2 separate regions of the Triticum aestivum genome follow, and region 2 is linked to region 1. The links are chromatin contacts, called in public Hi-C maps. All regions are on one chromosome and are shown on one strand. Each heading gives the region's core, a stretch centred on a gene start, on an enhancer-like site or on the middle of the called end of the contact. The rest is flanking DNA. Distances are from core to core; before and after follow the strand shown.

The links. Hi-C and Micro-C count contacts between places; a contact is called where the count stands out from the background.
Region 2: a Hi-C map of leaf shows a contact between it and region 1, with 4 times the contacts expected there. The contact joins two enhancer-like sites. A contact is called at or near these places in 2 of 5 Hi-C or Micro-C datasets (leaf and an unstated tissue).

Annotation. Positions count from the first base shown.
Region 1 is chr4B:560,458,102-560,461,572 of IWGSC CS RefSeq v2.1, reverse strand. No RefSeq gene overlaps it. Among protein-coding and RNA genes, the nearest start is that of LOC123093244, 86 kb to the left of the region's middle. Within about 2 kb of position 1,797, at least 1 of the 8 cell types and tissues checked has an H3K27ac peak or open chromatin away from gene starts, as enhancers often do.
Region 2 is chr4B:560,663,829-560,667,299 of IWGSC CS RefSeq v2.1, reverse strand. No RefSeq gene overlaps it. Among protein-coding and RNA genes, the nearest start is that of LOC123089213, 82 kb to the left of the region's middle. Within about 2 kb of position 1,724, at least 4 of the 8 cell types and tissues checked have an H3K27ac peak or open chromatin away from gene starts, as enhancers often do.

The sequences.
Region 1 (3,471 bases), core at 548-3,047:
ACCCACCAGAAAAATGTTTTACAATTATATATATGAAACTAGTAAGAGCAAGCGATAAAATCGCAAATTTCAGATACAAATCAAAAGTTTCAACAACTGAAACTTAAAAATTACTGTGTCCTCCTGCGGGAGAACTTGGCAGATGTGTTCCCCACAACTATGATCCCCTATGAATCTGCGTTGCGTGACACACACACACACACGCACACGCACGCGCGCACAGATACACACACGCGCGAGAGAGAGAGAAATGCCTGATTGTTCGATTGCCTCAAGCCGTGAAACTATCCCATCATCATCACACACGCATGTTTATGGAAACTCCAATGGGCCGACGCGTTTTTTCGCCCGCATTCGTTTTTGTCTGCGCGCACAAAAAACATGGCTCAAGGCGGCGACACAAACTGATAGATGTTCGTTTTCATGTTCGCCTCAACCCATTTTTAACCTAAATTTGAGTCATGTTTACGTTCGTGCGGACACGCCTTGGATACCCGCGGCGCCCTCCCATCTGTCTGTGGCACACAACCTCCACTTCTGCCTTTTCTCTCCCAAAACCCTTCCATCCTAGAGCGCGTCCCCGCCCTCGTCCCCATCGCGGCCACTAGCGTTGTAGCCCCGAAGAAGCTGAAGAAAGAGGTTACCCCAGAGCAGAGAGTGCGGAGACCTTGAAGCAAGCCAACCGGAGAAGGAAGGATATGTCAAAAGAAGAAACCGCCGCCATCGCCGCCGCTCAGGCAAGGGTCACTGCTGCAGACACCGAGGTTATCGCTGGCAAAGCCAGCGAAATCGCCCCCCACTTACTAGGGATTGATTAGGCCCTTCTCATAGCCCCCACCGCAACGGCCAACACGGGCTCATCAGCGGCCCGCCCGCCCAAGCTTCTGGAGTCGCCTTCGGGAGCCCGCACGGGCTCATCAGCGTGATCATCTTATATTTGTTTGTTTTTCATGAACTATGAGGCCGGAGCACAAGCGGGGCTCGTCGATTCTTTTGGTGCAATGTTGTATGACGGCTCCTATGATACTAGGCAATTATTTTACTAAATATATTTGCTATGTTTTATTGAATTATGCCAAATCTTGATTATTAAAAAAAAAACCCTGATAGAGTTGACCAACCCTTGCGTGTTGCGGCTAGGGAAGGGCAGACAATGGGGTTGGATTGGACGCCTGCCCGTTTGGACGTTTGGTCATCCAAACTGATAAAATCGAGCAAATCTTCTGTCCGGTTGGGTCGGACCGTTGGAGTTGCCCTTACCACCTCCTCTATCTAGCAGCTACATCAACTGCTTAATCCTTCTTACCATGTGGCATTACTCGAAGAACAAAAAGATCCATTGAGTCTGAAAGTAACCGTTTTGTTTGTTTTGCCAATCTCATCACAGGTTGTCCTCCACGCGAGCACAGGGTTATGCTTGCGCGACAGAAAAGGTGGCAGAGTCTATTCCCTTAATTCTCGGGTAATCTTGGATCCAGTCTCTGTTCTCCGCAAGCTAACTTTGATCTATGCGCGCTAGCAACAGCTATTTGGGTTAACATAACTCTGAATCTATCGATCTAGTGTCAAAAACGTTCTTATATTGGACGGAGGTTGTAATGAAAATTGTTTTTCTAGTAGGAAATATAATGAAAACTAGATGGCTCGAGATGGGATCGCGGCCGTCCCCAATAACCTGACAATTTTGCATGGCTCAAGATTTTTTTTGAGATATTCGCATGGCTCGAGATGGGATCACGGCCATGTCCTCTCGGCTCAAAGGTCGATCTGTAGCTTTCTACTACAGGAGCTCCTATTCGGCGCTTCATGCGCCAGGGAAGCTCCCTGGCGCCCACGCGCCGATGCTGGTGGCTCGGCCCATGTAGATGTGAGCGCATTCTGTTTCCCCCTGGTTCGGTCGACTGCACTTGGAAAAAAAAATCCGAAAAAATTCGCAAAAAATGGAAGAGCTTGTGAATTCAAATGTTCATGGATTTTGAAAAATTGTTCATGAATTTTGCAAAAATGTTCATGAACTTAAAAAAAGTTTAAAGATTCAAAAAAGACATCAAATTTGAAAAAAAATCATTGATTTTTTTTAAAAACATTGAATTAATAAAAAGTTCACCAATATGAAAAAACATCGATTTCAAAAATATTTCATTTGAAAGAAAAATCATTGAATTGAAAAAAAGTTCATCGAACTTAAAAAAATGTTCATCAAAATTTAAAAAAAAGTTCATTGATTTTGTAAATAGTTCATCAAAATTGATTTTTCTATCTAATTCAAAAAAAGTTCACGAGTTTTAAAAACTGGCACATTTCAAAAAAGAAAAAAAAAGAAGCAAACAATAAAAAGAAAAAAAGAAAAAGAAGAAACCGAACCGAAGAACGAAATAAAAGAAAGAAACGAAGTAACTCTGCACACATGAGGTGCCCCGGTGGTTACTGCGCTTACTTTCATAAGACGAGGTTGCGAGCTCGATCCACGTTAGCCGTACCTTTTTCCAAATAAAAGTTAACAAACGAGAAAAAAGGAAAATGGGCTGGCCCAGATCGTCGTGGGGTGTGCGACCGTTTGTAATTTTCAAAGAAACGGGTACCTGAAGTATCGAATAGGAAATGCCTTCTTCTATACAGCGAGCCAATGCGCAAATACCCACCTGTACAGGTTTCTTGGCGAAATATGCTACTGCCTGGCCGAGGGTCATGCATGAATGCAACAAATATTTGTGTAGACCAACTATTTAATTGTTACCCTCCACAACGGTCACTTCTTTGGCACGAACGCGCCCCCCGCGCACGAATGCCGCCACCTCTCACACAACTAGCGCGCCACACGGGAGCATGCATTTTCTATTTTTGCCTGCGTTTATGGATTTCATTTCTTTTTTTTTTGCTCTTTTTTTCTTGTTTTTTCTCTTGGTTTTAGTGGACAAAACAACATGTGCTTCTGCGAGAAGCAGAGTTATGCCTCCCTAGAAAGGAAAAAGCACAACATGTATCTCGACGAGTTGTGCTTCTTATGAAAGTACAACCTTGCTTCGCGCGGAAGCAGCAAGGGAGTTGTGCTTTTCTCGAAAAACATAGCCAGTGCTTCTACATGCTTCCTAAAAGGGAAAAAACACAACCCATGCTTACAAGAAAAAAAAATGAAAAGCGCAGTTCTGCTTTTGGGTTTCTATTTTTTCTTTCGGTTTAATTCTTTTTCCTTTTTTTATTTATGGTTTTATTCAACATTTCTATTTTTTTGGAAAAAGATTTATCAAAGCATATTAACATGGTTTCTAATTAAGAAGATCTCGACGTGAGAAATCCAAGTGTGAAAACGATTAGAGATTTGAATGCACGATTTAGGAGATAAATTGTTAAAAAAATCTACGAAAAAAGTTAAAACTCTCAAGTTGAGACAAGTGGCACACATGCAGTGGGCACTTATTAGCATCATACAAGATTAGTGAGCTTTGCACGGGGTAACCTTTAAATAGTAAC
Region 2 (3,471 bases), core at 475-2,974, 210 kb before region 1:
GTTCAAGATATTCAAATAATGTTCTCATTTTCAAAAGTTTTTCACCATTTAAAAAAATTGTGTTTAAAAAGATCCTGTTTTCCATATTAGTTCACAATTTCAATAAATGTTCAGGAATTTCAAAAAAAATGTTCAGAATTTCAAAAGTTGTTCTCATTTTCAAAATATGTTCGCAATTTCAAAGAATATTCGTGTTTGAAAAATGTTCTTATTTTGGAAATTTGCACACATATTCAGAAAAATGTTCGTGTTTTAAAAAATGTTCCGGAATTTCAAAAAATGTTCTCATTTTCAGGAAAATACACAATTTCTGAACAGTGTTGATGTTTCAAAAAATGTTCACAATTTCAACATATTGTTCGCAATTTCAAAAAATATCCCCATGTTTTTTCTCATTTCCTAAAAACATACGAATACAAATTTTAGTTGTATTTTAAGAGAATATTTGTGTTTTTTTAATTTAGAAAATGCTTTTGTTTTCAATTTTTGTGGAAATTTTAATTTCTGATCTCAGAAAATATTTAGCAATTTCCAAGAAAAGGGGGAAATATAAAGAAAAACACATTTTCGAAAACTGTTTGTAATATCAAAAATAATTGCTGCATGCCAAAACAGTTCGCAACTGTGAAGGAATGTTATCCAAATCTCAACCTTGTTGTGTATTCTTGTATATTTGTGCGCCTTTGTGTATTGCAGCCACTGTCTGGCGTAGTGGCTAAAGGCTCGCAGTTATGACTCTGCTGTGTGCGAGGTTGCAGGGTCGATTTTTTGCTATCGCATGATAGGAAACAACGAACGGGTGCGTTGGTGGGCCGACCCAGTCGCGCGTCCACCCTGTGCGTCGAGCTTCTGTATGACGCAGAATGCGTCGTATAGGAGGCCCCGGGCAGGTCAACCCCTATTGTTCTTGTTTGTTTTGCAGCTATTTTTTGCTATCGCGTGATAGGAAACTACGAACGGGCGCGTTGGTGGGCCGGCCCAGTCATGTGTCCACCCTGTGCGTCGAGCTTCTGTATGATGTAGAATGCGTCGTATAGGAGGTCCCGGGCTCCCCTATGTCTCCCTTATTGCAAGACCTAGGGAACCCTCTCGTCAAGGTAGCTTGAGATGGGCTGGCCCAGGTGCGCTGGAGGCCACAGCCTAGTTTTCTTTTCTGTTTTTTTCACGTTTTTTATTTTATAGTTCCTTTTTTACTTTTGTTCACACTTCCAAAAACTATAAACATATATTACAAAAATATACTTTACAAAATGTTTGGAAAATGTTAATCATGCCTGTAACAAAATGTTAAATGTGTATAGAAAAAAATCTTGAGCATGTATAAAAAAACACAAGGAGTGTGGAAAAAGTTGCTCGTGTATTTGAAAAATGTTAAATGTGTACAGAAAAAATGTTGACCATGTATTCATAAATGTTAAACTTGTGCTTAAAAATGTAAAATGTGTATAGAAAACCCAATGAAAGAACAAAAACAAAAACAAAACCCAAAAAATGTAGTGGAAAACCGCCTCATTCTGAATCAAGTAGGTCGTGCCCTTCTACTTAAGCACGAACCCGACGCGAGCCGAGTGGCTAGTAGCGTTGCCCATCATCCAGGAGATTGGGATCGATCCCTGTGCACTCCTCCTTTTCATCCCTATTTATAATGTAGACGCTTAAGGCGAGAGCTTCCTCCATCTCGCGCTAAGCGAGATATAGTCGTCGCGTATGGTGCAGGTGAGCAGGTCATGGCTCCTCCCCCCTCGGCTGCCAAAGGGCCTGGTGCGGGCCGCTTCAAGGCTGCCTTCCTTCGTGCTTGCCAGCCCACTTGCTGTTGCAGCAGCGAAGAAGGCAGGCGCAGGAGCAGACAAGATTTTCGTGCTATTGCTAGTACTCCTCTTTGCATGGGAACAGTAGCGTCTGGTAGGCTCGCCGTGCTAGACGAGAGCCTATACGCTATACAGATCGGCGTATGAGCGCAGGAGGGCACGGCCCCGACCCCACCTCGAGCCGTGCGAAACTATCAGGTACATCCACTACATGGTTTTCATTAACATTATCGGTGGCGTTGCGTACGGCACACAGAAACGGAAATGCCTACATCGATAGATTCAGATTTATATTAGTCTACTATAAGAAAACTGTTTATGGTCAGTCAGCAAAACGCATAGATAGATAGTGTACTAATAAAGTTACAGCGGCAGATTGACCAAGTCTTCTTAACCCAATCGTTGTTGCTGGCGCGCATCGATCCAAATTAGCTTACGGAGAACGGAGACTGCATCCGTGATTACCCGGGAATTAAGGGGAATAGACTCTGCCACCTTTTGTATCCCGCAAGCATCGCATGCAGTGCAGGACCACCTGACCTGGCTGAATGGCACGAGATTCTGAAAACAAAACGGTTGTTTTCGACTCTTTGCACCGCCATGTCGCTTTGTTACTACTCACATCACATGCCAAGAAAGATTAACCTGTTGATTATAGATGAGTAGCACTACTAATGCAATGGAGTAGTAGTACTATAGCTAGCTAGCTAGGGCTGGAAATGTGGAGAGTGTAGATAGATAGAGGAGGGTAGACATGCGCGCGTGATGATGATGTAATAGTTCAAGTCTCGAGGCAATCGATGGATCGGGCATCTCTCTCTCTTTCGCTTTCTCGTGTGTGTCCTACGCAAGCTAAACTAGAAGCTAGCTAGCGAGCTATAGCCTCTCTTGCTGCTTTTTTAACGGGCAAGCTTGTTGATTCCTACTCCCTTCTTCCGAAAAGAATTGTAATCAAAATGAATAAAAAAAGATGAATCTAGAATTAAAATACATCTATATACATCCCGTCTTATCTAGTTTGATGACAAGTATTTCCGGGCGAATGGAGTACTTGATTGACAGCAATTGTATACGAACAACCGGTCCTAAACTACCATTTTCATTTCCGAGTGGGTGATTCCCGCTTATCCAATCACAAAGGAACATGGAAGGTTAGGTCGCTACACGCCGCAAGTGGTTTCGCTTAACCACTACGTACTCGAGTTTCGTTTTGTTTATCTCGCGGAGTGTGCAAGTAGGGGTAGTTTATTGATCGCTAGGTATCATGGAGCCTGAACTGATTCGTGAACGCATTGTTGGATCCGAGAAGTTATTCTCGGGTCCGATCCCCCATCCGTTCGAAGCCGAGACCCCAGATCCAAATCCAAATCCAAATCGGACCCCAGAAATATGTACGTGCTCGTCTTGGAACGTGGTCATGCCTCGATCCCAAGCAACACGCACACAAATTCCAGACAGATTGAGAAAACCGAAATGCACATCCGCACACACTACGCTGCTGGATAACGTTTCTGGATCGGACTGTCGATGGCCCCGTGCAGAAGGCGCTGCCAGGATGGATGCACGGCTCTGTCGGCACATGGACAAATTGTCACGCTCACACTGCATGCGCACTGTCTTTGCCGCTGGGCATTTTTGTAGACAAATTTGCCATCCGGTTCGG